Linked DNA regions of Rattus norvegicus: region 2 is linked to region 1. The links are chromatin contacts, called in public Hi-C maps. All regions are on one chromosome and are shown on one strand. The core of a region is the stretch at or near the end of the contact, and the rest is flanking DNA. Distances in the headings are between cores, read along the strand shown.

Region 1 (5,231 bases), core at 1,648-4,147:
ACTGTGAAAATACAAGGGTGTCACAAAATTAAAACATTTAAAGGACTTTATGGCTTTTGAAACAGGAACGTATACAATTGGTAAATGGAAAACTTTAATTTTTTTATAATAATCTCAGAAGAGTATGGAAGGAATGAAGTCTTCCTGTTCTGTATACAAGTCCTTTTCTGGCCCTCTAGATACCTGACTCTCTGTAGTGGTTTTCCAAAATTACTCCAGGGATTCCAACTCCAGGAGGTAGAGCCAGCCCCATCTTCTCCCTGCTTAGATAAAACAAAGGCACCACCACAGAGCCTGAAAGCTCTCCTCCCCCTCAGCCCTCTTGACTCCTGTTCCTGTGTTTCATTCAGTTGTTTACGACCACACAAATCCTTTCCTAATGTGAGGATACCTACAGCCTGCCAGCCCACAGTGCCTGTGACAGTGCTGTCTTATGTTTTCAACTCCCAGAACCTTTTTCGTTTCTAGGCACCAGTGTACTGAGACCCTCTAAGTAGTATACAATGTCCCGATTCTTCTAATAATGCTTGAAAAGGGAGAAGGGGAGTGTGAAAGAGGTGTGACGTGTGGAGCCAGGGTTAAGGCTCAGTGGTAATGTGTTCTTGGCTCGTACAATGCACTGGTTTCAGTCCCATGAATCAATAGCCTATCACAGGGTGGGTGTGTTAACAGGCCTTTGTAATGTACACAGCCCAATGAGTCACATTTGTGAGCTGTATCAGTGAAGAACTTATTCTACTACTGCTGTACAAACATCCTTGCAATATCTCATGGCATTTCCTTGAGAATTAGTCCTGGAGGCAATCGATTCCCTGTACTACTTTATATCTCGTTTACATTTTAAGTCTGTCACTGAGATTCTAAAAGACAGCCGGCTATTTAAAAATGAAGAATAATCTACAAACCACAGGAAATACTTAAAAGGTTATAGGAAGGGCTAGACCTGCCCATCAAAAAAGCAAGCATGTGTAGAAAGTAAGCACACAATATCCCATGGTTGTTTTGAAGGGAAATAACACCCACTCCTATATACTACGACTGACCTGAGTGTCCAAAAGACACTCAAATGCCATATTTTTACATCACTGTTGCTTCTAACCAGAATGTTCTTTGTCCCAGTCTTCACATTCTGGAGAGAGCAGTTCCCTCAAGAGGGCAAGGCTCTGCAACTTCATTGGTGTACCCTGGCTGCTCCACAAAAACCATCACTTCGAGTTCAGCATGTCTGCCCCAAATTGCCCAATCCTTCCACTATTTCTAATACTACAAAGCAGCTTCCCAGAAACCTCATGTTAGGATCAAGCAAAACAATTTGGTGTCATCAGCAGATTTCACCATTTCCTCTTAGACTCATTAACACGCCAAACAAACATGATTCTGGTGTCAACTCTCGGAGTTACTACCATGACTACCATGAATCTTTCTCTTCAAATGAAGCCAGACCGTTCTCTGCTACTTAGTGATTCCCATCATAGAACTAGAATGTGTTTATTTACTAGCGGTTAAATTCTGATGGCTATTTTCTAACTGAAGGTTGCAAAATGCATTACAAAAGTAAGGGGGTGGGGGGAGTGTCCCAAAGGAAAGGCCCAAAAGGCAGCAAAAAGAAACAGCTCCCAGCTGAGCAATTTACCCAATCACTCAAACATCCCCAGACTCTTCTGGTTCTCAAACTACAACACAATTTTGACCTTTCCTCTCCAATTATTTATTTCTTTATAGTTATATGAGAGACCACTATTAAACACACTTGAAAATTCTGCAGGAATGATAACCAGTAGATTCAGTTACTTTATTAGATTTTCTTCCCTTTAGTGCATTGAAAGAAAAAAGGCAAACAGCCCTTCTATAGAAAGTAAAGATCCAAACAGTTTTACACCCAAATGATGGACAGCACAGAAAACAACACTTGCCCGCCCTCTTTCACTCAAGGGCAAGTCCACTTGAAGCTTTATCCTGCCTCCCCAGCTTATATCTGCCATTACATTATAGGAGAAATGTGAAAATTAAAGAAAACCAGGCTGACAAGGAAGCAACACTGTCCTTATGCAATCTTCCTCAGAGCAGCAACATTCTAAATGCCTCTCTCACCTGCCCCATTCTAGCAGACCCCCATCCAAAAGGTGGCACTGTACCACATCACATTCACCCTGTTTTAAATGACAACTTCTTGTGTGAGATCATAAGGTTAGCAGACACAATGGACACCACCATCACTGACATCGCCCTCAACCCTCACCCACAGCCCGAGATGGTCTAGGGATCATTATAGTTCTGGATGCATGGACTGAGGGAGGAGCAGAAGAACAATGGCGAGAAACTAAAAGATCTCATAAAGTGCAGTGGATTAGCAGGCAGAGCAGCACTGAGCAGTGCTCCCTTTGCCTATCTTGCCCCACACAAAATCAAGTCAAATTATTCCCCTTAAAGAGCCAAATTTGTCAAAGACTTTTAGACTTCATGTCTAGCAGCACATGAAGTGAACGGGAGGGTGTCAGGTAATTTATAGTCCACCAATCTGCTCAGGCCACCAGTGAACCACACAGCTGAAAAAGTTCACCACATCCAAAGTCAAACTCTGCTGGGATCAGAAGAATACTCATCAAGGGGCTGCACTCGGACCTCATTATGACTCCATGTTATTTTAATACTGTTCCTTGGATTTTGCCCCACACACAATTCCCAAGTCACAGAAAGACCATGAACAGTGTCCAGATGTATAAAATGCAAAAATACTTTCCTCCTACTTGTGGACTCCAAGATAAACACCACAAGAAGCACGTGTGTCTAAACTTGGAGCTCGTTCCAAATTAAATACTGCATCATGTGCACAGTGTATGGCTTAAAAAACAAAACCCCACGAATATCCTACACGGTTCATGAGCCAGGCTCGGGCAAGCACATGACCACACTGGAAGAAGGAAACATGAATCGGAGAGCCAGGGTAAAGGGTGAGAACAGACTCTGTCAGGACCTTTCCCAGAAAACTGTTGCTATTTTCAGGGAACATCTGTATAACACGGGACACAGATAAAAGGGGAAATCATACTTTTCTGTTTGGCTGGGGGTTTGCCGTTAGTCTAAAACTGCAAAGATTTCAAAAGCCCTAAGTAGACAAGCACAAACATCATTACGTACAGATACACATGCACTCGCTGAGGTAATGAATACTTAAATGTCTGGGCTTGGGGGCAGACCAGCTAGAATGCTTTTGACCTGGAAGCTGGGTCTGAGTGGGGTACATGGAAATTTGGGGGCAAACGCACAGGATACAGACCATGGGAGAGTGAGTTCCACATCAATGTTGTTGCGTTTCCGAGATTACAGTGGGAGGCACAACCCTCCTTTTGTTAGTCTACCCATCTCTTTCTACTTTCCATACTTAAGTTTTTATTAAGTTTCCTTCACTGACTGTAACTTTTTTTTTCGGAGCTGGGGACCGAACCCAGGGCCTTACGCTTGCTAGGCAAGCATGACTGTAACTTTTACAGTAAAAAAGTGAATGGCTATAAAAAGTGGGAAGATAGGAGACAATAGTTTGGCTAAGCCAGAGTCTTCAGTATTCTCTCCTGCAACTTAGCAAAAGCAAAAGCTCTGAAAAAATCCAAGTTGGAATATATTCAACTAGCAAAATATCATGGCTTCAAAAAAATAAAACATTTGATAAATGCAAAAGAACACACACACATACACACACATATACACACTGTGTAGGTTATAAGGTATAGCTATGGAATGCATGCCTATGAACCTGCCAACTATTTTTTTTAATTTGCATTTTTCCTGTCTGAAAAACTAGTAATGTAACTCAGTGGCAGAATACTTGCCTGACATGTCCAGGACCCTAGGTATAATTCTCAGCCATGACAAAGGAAGATGGAGGTGGGCAGAATATTTCTAATCTGGTAATTTGCTGTGGACTAAAATTTTACATCTCTCCCAAAATTCTCTGTTGAAACCCTAGTCCCTGGGATGATGGTATTTGTCTATGAAGTTTTGAAAGGTCCCTAGCTAGATTAGGTCTCAAAGGTGGAAATGCCATGCTGGGAACAGACACATCAGAGCACGATCACCAAGAGGGGACCCTCACCAAGCAGCCAACCCCATCAGACACTGGTCTCCTACGCTCAGTGACTAGAACATGCAGAAGTGAATGTTATTGCTTACTCTGCATAGATGCTGCCCTACAGTAGTCCTAGCAGACAAGACACGACAGCAGCAGCAGAAGCCATCTTCCCACAGGGGAATGTATTCTGAATTTGTGCATAAATTTCACTTTTGCCTTTTAAAAAAGTTGATTTGGGCCACAGCTATTGGGATTTCTTTTAAGGAATCTTGTGTCTGGTAAGGGATCTACACAGCCTCTATACTACAGACGCACAATTGTCTGCTCCATTTCTACAGCTTCTTCCCCAGGGCAATGTGACGCATATCACATGTTGGGTACAGACATGTACCTAAAATGAGTTTGCTGCCATTTCTCCCGTGTTCTCTGTTGTCTGTGCTTCATACTGAAACAGGATTCTAAAAGAGAAAGCCTTTACCTCAGCATGGTTTTTAAGTAATTGCCTCTGTAGTCTCAGCAAGTCTATGTCCCTAAAGACAAGGAACGTGGCTGACTTGCTCTAAGTTCATAGCAACTGGCTGAGTACTAAGTCAGTGTTTCTCAGCTAATCTCTCAACTTACAGCCCAAATGCCTCAGATGCTTCACAGTCAGAGCTGATCAACAGCAAATACAGATCCTTTGATCACTGCTTTTCTTATCTAAGACACCTCTTCCTATCCCCAGGCCCATGTTTACCAATTACCTCCCTAGCCTGCAATCAATACAATAGCCATCTCACCACCTCATAACACCAGATAAAACACAGACCATTTCCTTAGTCACACACCGCTGACCTTTAGTCCGGACAAGCACACATTCACACATGAAAGTTTAGTTTGAGCTATTCTTAACCACAAGTGCTAACAGGACATTACGACCATAAAAAGGGGGTAGGGTTACTGAAGAACAGCATCACTACACAGCAGACTATACACAAACTGGTAAACTGGAAGGGACAGCCCTGTGACTTGGCAGCAAAGAGTTCCACTAGCATCTTAGCATCTTTACATTCTCTACTGAACAGTCTCTTGGGGGCTGTGTTCTAAAGGAACCCTACACCCTCAATTATGTCAGCCTTATGCAACACTCTCTCAGTTACAAATTTCTCCAAGGAGCAAAACTGAC
Region 2 (4,923 bases), core at 1,025-3,524, 150 kb before region 1:
TTCTATTAATCAGCTCCAAAGTCCAGGTTACTAGCATATGTCATTAATGACAAATTTTTAGTTTATAGCCAGCTAAATATATTAGTCCTTTTCACACTAGCTTTTCTTAAAACCGAATCTTGGCAGCTTTACATTATATAGCCTGAAAGTTAGGTAACAATTCTTCCCATAAGTCTTATGTTGACAAAGTTTTATTCTCTGACAGTGTGAGAAACTAGTCCTATTTAGCAGTCTTGTCTAAAGGAATTTAACAATTCTACATTCTTAAATGGAGTACAGATGTCTATACTACATATAAGAATCAACTAAGTAAACTTATGTAAAATAATCCTCAACCTCGATCCGTTAATATTCAAATAAGAAAAACTAGAAAATTCCAATGGCTAAAGAAATGATATAGCAAATAAAAGAGACACTCAGGGTTGAGGTTTTGACTTTTACTGCCCATTGTAATGTTAAGTGCAAACCTGCAAAACCTGGAACCCTGCCCCAGTTTAAATCTGATTGGTGAATAAAGATGCTGAGAGCCAATATCTGGGGAGAAGAGACATAGGTGGGGTTGAGGCTTAGAGAGAGAAACCTACAAGGAAGGAAAAATAAAGAAGGAAACAAGAGGCCATGGGAGAAGAACATGGAGGAGGGAGAGAGAGAGCTGACATGGGGTAGAAACAAAAGAAATATGGCCTGAGTGGCTAGCCAATTGGAGCAAAGAACAGCCCAAATAAAACACAGTAAATAATAACTCGTTGTTATCAGTTAAAAAAAATAGATTCCAACAACATGGAGGGTAGGCAGCTGCCTGGCTATTGTACTGCCTATGGCATATATTAAAATATAAAGTCTCTGTGTCTTTCATCCAAAAACATAAATGTCTAAGGTGGATAAAAACCTCATGTCAAGATTTATTAATAATTATTTGCTACAATTCAGACAAGGCATTTAAAAATGGTAGATCATTTACTAGACCACCGTTTACCCCTGAGCAGCCCAAGATCTTATTTCTGTACAAATTTTTATATTGCTTAGAGATCTCAACACCAAAGAATCACATATCACTCAGAGAAGGTTTCCAGAGACTAACTTTAGAAAAAGTTACAGGACACTTGGTTTGAATTTCTGAGAAATCTCCCATTTTATTTTAGATCTTGGTTTTAATCTGGTGTATTTGGAGAACAAGAATGATGGTAGAGCCATAAAAAACTGATCCCTGAGCAGGTAGATAGGCTGTCTGAACTGGTCCCGATACTGTGCTTCATTTTAGTGAGTCTATTTTTATCCAGGATGGAAACTTAGTCAATCTTGTCAACACAGCAAGCGGAGGCCCACTTCTCTTTTATGTTATGAAATACATTTTTAACAGCAGATGAATATCATACTAATGCCAATTCATTAACGTCCCAGGAGAAGCTCAACTGCTATATAGCCAGGAACTCTTGAGTCACTCAGAGTAGCATACATACTCCCCTGAGAGGCATCCTCCATGGATCTTTAAGTAAACACACTCCAGGAGCAGAGGAAAGAAGTAAAGACGAGGAATGACCACAGGAGCACACTTGGATGAGTGATTCAGTGAGAGGCCAACACCTTGATTTCAGTCTACACAGAGAACTTAGCCAGCACTGCCCCTGACTCCTGACCCACAGAACTGTGAGCTGTTAATGAATGTTGGTTTCAGCTGCTCAGTTTGTGAACACACTGCAACGGAAACGAACCACACCTATCAACCAAGCTGGCTGCATTATTCCCCTACCTGTTCTTCAACTTTCTATTGTATAGATTTTCTTGAATTAAATGCATGAATAAAATTAAAATAGATAAGTTAATACTAATTCAAACAAAATGTCCAGTGTTTATTTTTTTAAAGCCATTCTTCTAGTCCCTCAAGTAATAAATACGTCACCAACTAGACTCCATGCCATATAGGAAATTTGAAGATTTATTTTTATTTTCGAATTATGGGTATGCATGAATATCTATGTGGGGGTATGTGCATGTACATGTGGATGCCTGAGGATGCCCTGCAGTTGCAGGGGGTTGTGAGCCACCCACTATGGGAGCTGGAAACCAAACTCAGGCCCTCTGCAAGTACAGGCCCTCTGGCAGCAGGGCCTACAGGTCTGTACGTTGTAATCCCTCTCACTGACTCTAAGGCACACTAGATAAAAGTCACTAAAGCTCACATGCTGAGGGGACACTCAGATTATACAGCTGGAACTGAGTACAATCTTTTCTGGCTGACACTCCGTCTCCATGGGAATGTTTATCTTGCTGTTTACTTTCCAGTCAAATCTGCCCTTTGGGATCATGCTCTTCAAGACAACTGTTGAAAATACCCTGTGGCATAACACTACTGACTTCTGAGTAAACTAAGTACACCATCATTCCCCTCACTAGTGAGAAGCTCCTATCTTGTTTACCTGTGGTGTGTAAGTTTCCCTAGTATGTGGCTCCCTCCCTAAAGAATAATATGATATATTTACATAGTTTTTAGCTATGTATTATCCCTCTGAAGTCTTAACCCACAGAATTTTGGCAGTTTCAAGAGCTAGTGTTTGCCTGGAAGTGAACATCTATCCTCACTACTCAAAGAAAATCCGATGAGTCATGCCAGAAAAGCCAGGATCGAATGAGCTCTCAAGAGACCCAAGGTGGGTTGTATGGTCTGACACAAGTCAGTTACTTCAGGACTTCAGTTTGCTCACTGGTGGAATGAAAATCCCAAAAAAGTGGTCTGTAAGATCCACTGCGAAGAGATCTTTCTGTAGTTTTCCCCCAAAGCAGACCAGTGCCTTGAGACCATGAGAGAAAGGTTGGAAATAGCAGGCAGTTCTATGAGTGGCTTGCTTCACCTCATCCAAGAGAAGACCTCATAACTAGGCAGTTATATTTGGTGTAAAAAAAATATTTCAATGACAAACTACTTGCTACATTTTAAAACAGAGTTACTAAAAGTATCTGGAGTTTAAAATTCTTCATGTTGCTGAGAATAAGAGAATTTCTTGCTTGACAATAATATATTTTTACAAAGTTGTTTCCTTAAAGAACAGAGACGAAGAACAACATCTCTAAGCCCTTCACAGTGACTCCTGCACAGCTGTCCAATATGATGTGACTTACAGAAGATACAATGGCTGAGGAGCTTTGGGGCTCCATTGAGCGTTTCCTTATGTTACCTTTTCTGAAGGTCTGTTTCTCTAGGGAAATGTTTAAGCAATACAAAAAAAAATAATATTAAGTTCCTAAAGGAAGGAAGCAGTGTCAGTTTGTGGGGGAACCTGGGAACAACTAATGCCGGACTCACATTCTAGGTCTGCAATATCATATCCAAGCAGTTCCAGCCGTTTGAAATCATTTAGACCCCACCGACCCTTCCCAACCAGTGACAAGGACTTCCACTCTTAAGAAGTTCTATGGAGTTTTCTAACTGTTCACAGATTCAACTTAACATTCTATCCAGTGGATACTTATTGACCTCCTCTCATACTCTCCAGGCACTACGGTGGGAACTTGGGCATTAGCTGTGATGCCAGGACACAAGCGGCTTACATTTCTTAGATGGGAGATGGCTGAACACACTGCTAAATAGGCAATTCTATCATTTGATATAATGGGAATTCAAAATTTTTTTTAAAAAAAATTGTATCAACTTTTAACCTACGAGAAATGGCATACAACCAACTTTGGGTTTTAAAGTAAAAGGAAACAAACATAAACTTCCTGCCATGAAATATGAATATAATGAAGTGGAAGACTTCATCGATATTTACAGTTCTCCAGAGATGTGCATGGATATGTACCGTAAGACGCAACGGTTTCCTGAAACTGTTTTGCAGTCCAGTTAACTGTGGAAAATGGGCTTCTACCCTTCCAAATTCATATACTCAAGGTCAAGTCCACTGAACAAAAGTCCAGCATTCACTCAATAGAGATGTAATGAGTATTCTGTGTTCCAGCACTACGCCTGGCCCTGGGGAAACACAGGAGAAAAAAGCACGGCTCTTTCCCCGAGGAATTTAGAGTGTAATAGAAGAGACAGCTACACAAACGAATCGTTCCACAGTATGTGAAGGGCAATTGCTTTAGAGATCATATAATCACAGCAATGAGGGAACAGCAAGCAGAGGGGAACCCAGGTAGAGTGGGTGTGAGCTAGTGCAAGAGTTTGGACATGTAGTTGGAGGGGGGAAACCCCACGAGTCTAACAAAAGTCCTACTCTAATTTCAAAAGTGGACGAGGAGGAGATGAAAGAACTTCAATTCAAGGCTGACTGGGATATGAGGTTACCACTCTCGCAAAAGGTCAACGTGCTTCGGAGAAGGGGAGCAGAGGAGGACTACTCTTCTTTTTAACAAGGGTACTGAGGAAGGCTTCATAAAAGAGGTGGGAGTTGAGGTGCCTCATCGGTTCATATTCTGGAAGGTTTTATTTATACAGCAGACATAAATCATTTCAGCTCTAAAGAGGTGATTGTAAGCTGTCCTTGCATCACTTTAAAGTCTTCACAGAGAAACTGCAATAAGCAAATGTATTTTCTGTAGAAAGAACCCACCCAAACACCTTGACATTTTCATTCCACATACTTCACACATGGTATCTTTTATGTCTGGGAAAGTAGACTAGGAAATGGTTCAAATACCCAAGGGCCTCTAAGCATATATGCTGGAAAGTGTACCTAATTTCCAAAAAAGGTCGAGTTGCAGAGCAAGTCTTGATTGGAAAACAGGCTGCTCGCTCCTGGGGAGGGAGCAGATGCTGGAGGTTAGGCTTCGGGGAGTAAGGAGCACCTCGGTTGTCACAGGACACACTGCACAACCTCTTCTTCAGCTCAGCGATCTTAGAGTGACGGAGGTGTCGCAACGTAAAACCCATTTTCATTTGCCTAGAACTCTTCTGACTGTGACTCACAATAATGCAAATCAGAT

The links. A called contact is a pair of places that touch in the nucleus more often than the background predicts.
Region 2: a Hi-C map of liver shows a contact between it and region 1, with 2.2 times the contacts expected there. The contact joins two enhancer-like sites. A contact is called at or near these places in 4 of 12 Hi-C or Micro-C datasets (the A7r5 cell line, kidney, liver and 1 more) and 1 of 1 datasets of contacts at active chromatin or transcription factors (oligodendrocytes).

Annotation. Positions count from the first base shown.
Region 1 is chr6:103,894,622-103,899,852 of GRCr8, reverse strand. All of the region lies in intron 7 of Rad51b (RAD51 paralog B), which reads right to left. Among named protein-coding and RNA genes, the nearest start is that of Rad51b, 68 kb to the right of the region's middle. Within about 2 kb of position 2,897, at least 12 of the 93 cell types and tissues checked have an H3K27ac peak or open chromatin away from gene starts, as enhancers often do. A contact at or near this core is called in liver, where this site is marked.
Region 2 is chr6:104,039,447-104,044,369 of GRCr8, reverse strand. All of the region lies in intron 7 of Rad51b (RAD51 paralog B), which reads right to left. Among named protein-coding and RNA genes, the nearest start is that of Rad51b, 210 kb to the right of the region's middle. Within about 2 kb of position 2,274, at least 3 of the 93 cell types and tissues checked have an H3K27ac peak or open chromatin away from gene starts, as enhancers often do. A contact at or near this core is called in liver, where this site is marked.